Linked DNA regions of Mus musculus: all the other regions are linked to region 3. A link is a contact called in public Hi-C data. All regions are on one chromosome and are shown on one strand. The core of a region is the stretch at or near the end of the contact, and the rest is flanking DNA. Distances in the headings are between cores, read along the strand shown. Region 1 overlaps Zfat (zinc finger and AT hook domain containing). Region 2 has its middle 190 kb from the start of Zfat. Region 3 has its middle 450 kb from the start of 1700012I11Rik.

Region 1 (2,700 bases), core at 8-2,507, 410 kb before region 3:
TTTTGGCTCAGTTTTGGGTTGGAGTAATTAATTACCTGAAGCTCATGTCCACCAGAAGCACAGGAACCTGGGTGTGGCCTTATCCTCTGCTTGGCCATCCATGGCTGTGTTAAGTGTAGTACCTTGCAGACAGCTTTCCATCTTTCCTGAGCCCCACACTCCCTGAGACTTGGGTGCTAAGATCCTTCAGATGCTGTGGGGAGTGATGGCTAGGGTAAATAAACACTGATGCTTATCTGCACACCAAGTATTGCTGTTCTCCCCAGATGCTATAAGTCTGCTTAGAGAACTTAGAGGTGGACTGTAACACAAAACCAATTTGGGGTCATAAAGGCCTGGGGAGTGACGCAGGCTGCATCTTCCTTGAGGGTCTGTGAGCAAGAGCAATATCTGAGACTTTCTTGAAAGTTGGGAAGGAGAGGATTTAAGCTTGTGGGGATGGATTTTATATAGACAGTGGAGAGGAAGCTGAAGAAGGGTGAGAAGGAAGGAGAGGTGAGGAATATGGAACGAGTGGAGTGATTGGAAGATCCCAGATGACATGACATATCAAAATATCCATCCATGCTGCAGAGCGGACCATGAGATGAAGGTGAAGAAAGAGACAGGGTCTCCACAGGAAGCTGCTCTCCAGCAGCAATAGATCTGCCAAGGATAGGTCACTAGCATCATTCTGGAACATCTGAGGTGAGCAGAAGTACTGAACATAGGACCTGATGTTGTGAATAATTTATGCAGTCCCATGGATTAAGGTTTTCTATTAGACTCTCTGTGCTGCTAATAATTTAGCTGACAGACATGTTAGATGCAGCATTGGGAGACATAGAATATCCATCTCAGGGGGTAATGACACTGTGAAAGCCATATTATTTCTGCGACAGAGAACAATTTTAAGCCTGTGCTAATAGATTAAACTGCTGGAGTGATCATTTTGAACAAAGAGAATGGTTAGAGCTGTACAAGCTAACCTTTGTCTGCCTCGGATGGCTAAAGAGCAATAATTCTACCCTATCAATCTGGGGCATGTGATATCGTTAGTCACTGCCACGCTCGCCAGCTGAGGAAGAACGAGCTCTAGGTTCCACTCATGCACACCGGGTCCAGCGTTTGCTCTTTGTGAGCTGCTTGACCTTAGTTGAGTCACTGGACCCTAGGGGCTTCACGATGCCATTTGTGAAGAGGGAACAGGTAGTATGTATGAGGAACTGGAGTGAGGCTTGAGGGAGTGTTCAGTAACCACAGCAGGAAACAGCTGTTGACTTCTGTGGGAGCAGGGTAGGCAGTGCATGCCTACAGAAATGGCAGAAAAGCAGAATGAGCAGGTCACACTTAGAATGCTTGAGGAGCGCACATATCCCAAAGGCTCATAAGCCCCTCTGTAAAGCAGCTCCTTGCCTCTGGCTCATCCTCACTGTGGAGCTCCTAAGTATGTGGAGAAGGTGGACTTGGGGAGCACCAAGTTAGCTTGACCTGCTTAACCTAACACGTGCTTATGCTAGGACTTCAGTGAAATGCACAGCTAGCATCGTCTGTCACCTTTCCTGATGATCCATTGTGATGTTCCATGCATAAGAATCAATAGACAGACGAATGTAGTACAGGTTTTGGTGACAAGACCAACCTGGGGCTAGATATTAAAGACAAAAAACAAATGGGAAAAGGGTTCTCTTAAATGGACTTCAGCACCTAGAAAAGGTAGCAGACAAAATAGAAATGTTCAGCAGGATGGTAAGAGAGCGAGCGTAGATGGGCGGAGGCCTGGACTTCTCAGAAATGTCTGCCTTGCTTTATGAAATAAAGGCTTGGTCTGTGTGTGAGCTGCTAAGGCACTTAGATCTGAAGAGCTCATTGCAAACATCGCTTTAAACCTCATCTGCCCTTCCCTGCAGCCTTCACCCTGCCATACTGAGTACAGCCGGGTATATCACATGAGCTCATTGTGGCTCTCTCCTTCTGCTCACCACATGGTACCACCACACTTACCTGGCATGCACTGTAGTTTGTGGACATGTTTCCTGAGGACCTCAATGTTTATCACCCACCCTCCTTCCTTCCTCCTCATAGTTTGCTATCAGGTGAGGGAGGAGGTTTGCAGCATCCTATTCTCCCGTTAGGTACTGTCTTTCAACGAAAGAAATTAATATTTACCTCCACAGCCTTGGTTTTGGTGCATTTTTGCAGATAAATGAAATGGAAATAAATAGTAAAAGGAAATAAATGTCTTGGGTTGTCTTGGTTTATACATACAGAAATGGCTAGATAAGTTAGCAGTTTTCTCTCAGAATAGCTTTACAGCTACTGAATTCTCTCTGTCATAATCTTCTTTTAGCATCTAACATCAAGATGCCCAGATTGCACCCACAGCTGTCTCCCCCTCTAATCTCTCCCCCCACAGTCTCTATGAGCTGAACCTTCCCTACTTAGTCTTTCTAAGGTAGGTATGCTGGTCCTTCTTTTACTTTGGGCAAGCCAAAGATTGTAGAGCATCTTGCCCAGGCTTCCTGGAAGTGCTGGAACTGACATTCATACCTGCTCAGTGCATCCCAGAGAATGTCACCCTTGTCACTCAGGCCCTGAAAGGATAGCTACTCCAAATCTCCTAGGGACCAGTGGACTGTCCACCAGCCCCTTATCTGTTTTTCAGCCCATCCCTTTGTTTTACAATCTATGTTCTTAGTTCTTCCTAAATTTGTCTCCTAT
Region 2 (2,700 bases), core at 154-2,653, 390 kb before region 3:
TAATTATACATTCTGTTGCCAGTCTCCATCCATCGCACTTTCTTGGGGTTTCCCCATGCCCTAAATTCTCTTTGTTGATAATCCCATTTGTATCCTACCTATTGCTATCCTGACACTGGTGATGATGTCTTCCCCAGCCGCATGTCTATGTATGGAATTCTCCCCCTCCTATCCTCTCCTGCATCCTTTGTAGGGGCCCCATAACTCCGGTATAAGCCCCCTTTCTGCTCTGGTTCCGTCTCCAATCTTATCCAGCACCATCATTGGTCTGCTTCCTGATGGAGACAACTTAGGTTGGGAATAAGTTGTATATTGGCAGGGATAGCTCTGAAAAAAAATAGGGGTTGCAAAAGACAGGGTGCAAAATCTACTGTAGAAAAGAGACCATTCTTTTCTCGTATAAGGAAAGAAGCCTGGACCTAGAGTGGCCCAGTGTCAGTTCATTTGGTTCTTTTATTTTGTCCTTTGTTCTTTTGATCACTTAGCTAGCTAGTCATGGCCTTGACAGGACACCCAGATCCAAGCATCCATCATGCCCAGTAGAAAGAAAAGGAAGTTCTTACTAACTGACAACTTTTTTATCAGTGAAGAAAATCTTTCTGGAAGACTCTTGACTGGCTTATCTTTCTGTTTAATTATGCTCAACCAGTTACTGTGAAGGTGATGTTCTGTTGACCAGGCTTGAGCTCATTATCACAAACAACCTCTTCCAACAATCAGACTGCCCAGGTACCATGGAGGTAACTGTCTTAGGGTTTCATTGCTGTGAAGAGACACTATGACCAAGCCAATTCTTATAAAGGAAAACATTTAATTGAGGCTGGCTTACAGTTTTAGCAGTTTAACCCATTATCATCATGGTGGGAATCATGGCAGCATCCAGGCAGACTTAAAGTGGACTGAGTGGAGAATTCTACATCTTGATCTAAATGTACCCAGGCAGGAGAGAGAGAGAGAGAGAGAGAGAGAGAGAGAGAGAGAGAGAGAGAGAGAGAGAGAGAGAGAGAGAAACTTCCACACATTGGATGGAGCCTGGGCATAGGATCTCAAAGCCCAACTCCACAGCAATGACTTCCTCCAACAAGACCACACCCACTCCAACAAGACCACACTCACTCCAACAAGGCCACACTTCCTAATAGTGCCACTTCCCATGGGCCAAACATATTCAAACCATTTCAGTAGCCAACCATGTTTGCCACACTGTTGCCTTAGATGGGCTGCAGAGGTCATAGGTAGAAATAATCACTACTGATACAATACTGATTGTCACTTTGGGGAGAAGGGAATGAGGGTTGATGCCTGCAATTGAAGATCACATGAGGTATCTCTGATGCTCTACTTTGAGTCTGTATCAGTTACTTATGTCATTGCTGTGCCACAATGCCCATTAAAAAGAAGCCCAAGAGAGGAAGTGGCTTTTTTGGTTCATAATCTCATGAACTGAACTGGCTGGGTCTGCAGCTATGGGAAGGTCAGGCTGTTCACTTGTATCTGGGGGGTTGAAAACCAGATAGAAACTGGGCTGGATGAAGGATTTGGCTATAACCATTAATGTCTGTACCTTGGCATCCTTCTTCAATCTGGGTACCTTCTAAAGGGTCCACAAAATCTAAAAATAGGACTGCCATCTGGGGGCCAACTTATTCAAACACATGAGTCTGTGGGGAGCATTTTGTATCCAAAGCATAACTCAGCCCATCTTCAACTCAGAGCAATAGCAGGCCTTTTGGAATTTGAGCCAATCAAGTCAGTTGGGATCAATCAGTCTAAAATCTAAAACCATTTTGCCAAATAATGAATGTAATAACAAACCCACATGGACCCAGAACACATTATCTTTTAAATAAGGATGTTGCATAAAACATGAGGAGAATTTTCTCTTCAAAATGGGGAAAGGACATAGAAGAAGAAGATACCCATACAAGAGGTCAAGGCCCCAAGGGGAGGGAAAGAATTTCAAGCAAGGCGTGCACTTGACACATGGTTTCATGAGCAGTTCTTCTCTACTACTTCTGGATTCTGTGTGGAGGCAAATCCAGTGTATGATGCAAAGTTATTCCAGTGCTTCAACTCAGATTCCAGAAAATTCCACCCAGAAGTGGCAGGGAGCCCAGAAGTCTACAGACCATGCTTCTAGGTAGTGGGGTGGCCTTCTGGTTTCCTTATAAGTGACTGTCAATGACTTGAGAAGCTGTGGCCTGAGGAGCATGGCTTCTAGGGTATCTCAGCACTTAGGATGGACAGTGCTTCAGATTGCAGCTCAAATTATATCCACTGGCCATCACCTCCACGGCCTTCGTACATGCCAGCCTTACCTCTTCCCAGATGATTACAGAAACTCTTTAGATTTTTCTCCTTCTACTATGGGTCCTTCAAACACAACCTCTAGCAGCACCAGAGCCATCTTTAAAAAAAATCACTTCTCTGCTTAAAACCATTTGAAAGTTTCCCATGAAGCTTATGATCAAATCTATACTTCTCTACTGACTTGGGGTATCCAACCTACTCTCTTCTTCTGTCTCATTTCATATTGCTCAGAGATGTTCAATCATCTTTGTCATATTCCTGTTTCTGCAATCCTCTCCAACTCCTTCCTAAATTCTTAGAATGCGTTTTCCCCCCAGTTCCTTACAGCAGTATCTCCTTGTCATCTTCAGGTTCACTCTACTCAGATGTTATTGTTCAAGAAGTCTTGCT
Region 3 (2,700 bases), core at 11-2,510:
CACTATTATGTATGCTAACAAGTGCTTTCTGACAGCCTGATATAGCTGTCTCCGGATAGGCTCTGCCAGTGCCTGACAAATACAGAGATGGATGCTCTCAGCCAACCACTGGACTGAGCAAAACATCTCCAATGGAGGAGCTAGAGAAAGGACTGAAGGAGCTGAAGGAACTTTCAGCCCCATTGAAGGAACAACAATATGAACCAACTAGTAACCCCAGAGCTCCCAGGGACTAAACCACCATCCAAAGAGTATAAATGGAGGGATCCATGGCTCCAGCTGCATATGTAGCAGAAGATGGCCTTGTTGGACATCAATGGGAGGAGAGGTCCTTGGTCCTGAGAAGGCTAAATGCCCAAGTGTAGGGGAATGCCAGGACAGGGAAGTAGGAGTGGGTGAGTTGGTGAGCAGGGGAAGGGAGGATGGGATAGGAGGTTTTCAGAGGGGAAACCAGGCAAGGGATAACATTTGAAATATAAATAAAGAAAATATCTAATAAAAATAGTACTTAAAATGCACTTGTCTTAGCAAGCATCCTTCTAATACATTACTTCAAATAGAGAATATCATGATGAAAATGATGTACATATTTTTTCCATGCTGTAATATATAAAACTGATAACTAGTTAGATATAGAAACTAGTCCATTATCTAATAAGTAGACAGTGGTGAAACTCTACCTTGATTTTAAGTCTATACATTCCTCAGTTCCACAGTTGTATCAAATTCAAACCGCAGAATAATCTCATCCAGACCCAGCTATGCTTTGCATAAAGAAAGGGAACTTCCATTGTTAGGTCATATGAGTGGCATATATAACATTCTCATTGATCATTTTATATACATGAGATCCCACCCCCCTTTTGCTGCTATTCTTTTTTATTGTATTTCAGAGTTTGCTGTATGTCACAGCCCTGTGACTAATGATAATTCTTTTGGCACTGGGTGAATGAATTTTTCAAAGCACTTCTTCCTTTTGTAACCACTTCCCTTTCATGTATCCTTCCTAGGCTCTAGTTGTTAAATTCATAGAAGTACCCCAACCTCTGCCACAGTGTGGCTAATGTATTGAAAGTCTCAATGCATCAGTGTTTAGGATTTAGGCTTTTGCAAAGTATTTTAGTTAAGTTTCTATTGCCTTGATAAAATAGTATGACTTGAGGAGCAGCTTGGGGAACAAGGGTTTATTTGGCTAACATGTTTTCCAGGAAAGGCAGAACACAGAAGAAGAAACTACAGCACAGGCCAAGGAAGAATGTTGCTTACAGGCTTGCTCACCATGGTTTGCTCAGCCTATTTCCTGACACCACCCAAGACAGCCTGCCCAGGAGTGATCAAGGCATTCTTACTTCAAACATTAATTGAAAATGCATCAACATATTCTACTATATAAGCAAACTGAAAGAAAAAACGCACATGCTTCTCTTACTAGATACTGAAAAAGCTTTTGACAAAATCCAGCACTCCATGATACAAGACACATACTTAAACACAATAAAGGCAATATATAACAAGCCAATGGTCAGCATCAAATTGGATGAAGAGAAACTTAAAGCAATTCCACTAAAATTGTTGTCTTTTCTCTCTGTATCTATTCAATACAGTACTTGAAGTTTTAGCTAGAATGATAAGAAAACTAAAGGAGATCGGGAGGATATAAATTGCAAAGAACAAAGTCAATGTATCACTATTCACAGATAATATGGCAGTGTATACTATATAAATTCCCAAGAATTTTACTGGAGAACTTCTGCAGCTGATAAACACCTTCAGCAAAGTGGCTGGATACAAAATTACCTCAAAGAAGTCAGTAGCCCTTCTATATACAAATGATAAACTGTCTGATAAAGAAATCATAAAATCTTGGTATAACTCTAACCATGTGTTAAGACATGTATGACAAGATCTTCAAGCCTCTGAAGAAAGAAATTGAAGAAGATATCAGAAGATGGAAATGCAATGCTCATGGATCATTAGAATTAGCATAGTAAAAATGGGCATCTTTCCAAAAACAATTTAAAGATTCAATTCAACTTTCATTAAAATTTTAGCACAATTCTCTAAAGACCTTGAAAGAGAAATTTTAACCTTAATATGGAAAAAAGTAATCCAGGATCACTAAAAAAATCCTGTACAATGAAAGAACTTCTAGAGGTATCACTATTCCTGATTTAAAGCTGTACTATAGAGCAATAATAATAAAAATTGCATTGCATTGTCACAAAAGCCAACAAGTTGAACAACAGAATCAAATTGAAGACCCAGAAGTAAACCCATTCACCTGTGGGCAATTTATTTTTGACAAAGAAGGCAAATTATACAATGATAAAAAGAAAGCATCTTCAACAAATCGTGCTGGTCTAACTTAACTGAATGTCTGCATGTAGAAGAATGGAAATAGATCCATATCTATCACACTGCACAAAACTCAAGTCCAAGTGGGTCAAAAATATCAACATAAAACTAGATGCACTAAATCTGATAGAAGTGAAAGTGGGGAATGAACATCAACATATTGGCATAGGAGACAACTTTCTGAACACAACAGCAACAGCTCAGATACTACGATCAACAATTAAAAAAATGGAATCTCATGAAACTAAAAAGCTTCTGTAAAGTCAAAGGACATCATGAAAACGACAAAATGGCAGCCTAAAAAAGAGGAAAATATCTTCACCATCCCTACATCTAAAAAAGGGC

What was found. Hi-C and Micro-C count contacts between places; a contact is called where the count stands out from the background.
Region 1: a contact with region 3 is called in a Hi-C map of bone marrow-derived macrophages, with 24 read pairs. The contact joins two enhancer-like sites. A contact is called at or near these places in 2 of 484 Hi-C or Micro-C datasets (bone marrow-derived macrophages and cerebral cortex).
Region 2: a contact with region 3 is called in a Hi-C map of bone marrow-derived macrophages, with 20 read pairs. The contact joins two enhancer-like sites. A contact is called at or near these places in 2 of 484 Hi-C or Micro-C datasets (bone marrow-derived macrophages and cerebral cortex).

The regions. Positions count from the first base shown.
Region 1 is chr15:68,085,193-68,087,892 of GRCm38.p6, reverse strand. All of the region lies in intron 15 of Zfat (zinc finger and AT hook domain containing), which reads left to right. Among named protein-coding and RNA genes, the nearest start is that of Zfat, 170 kb to the left of the region's middle. Within about 2 kb of position 1,257, at least 28 of the 459 cell types and tissues checked have an H3K27ac peak or open chromatin away from gene starts, as enhancers often do. A contact at or near this core is called in bone marrow-derived macrophages, where this site is marked.
Region 2 is chr15:68,065,379-68,068,078 of GRCm38.p6, reverse strand. No RefSeq gene overlaps it. Among named protein-coding and RNA genes, the nearest start is that of Zfat, 190 kb to the left of the region's middle. Within about 2 kb of position 1,403, at least 5 of the 459 cell types and tissues checked have an H3K27ac peak or open chromatin away from gene starts, as enhancers often do. A contact at or near this core is called in bone marrow-derived macrophages, where this site is marked.
Region 3 is chr15:67,675,836-67,678,535 of GRCm38.p6, reverse strand. No RefSeq gene overlaps it. Among named protein-coding and RNA genes, the nearest start is that of 1700012I11Rik, 450 kb to the right of the region's middle. Within about 2 kb of position 1,260, at least 1 of the 459 cell types and tissues checked has an H3K27ac peak or open chromatin away from gene starts, as enhancers often do. A contact at or near this core is called in bone marrow-derived macrophages, where this site is marked.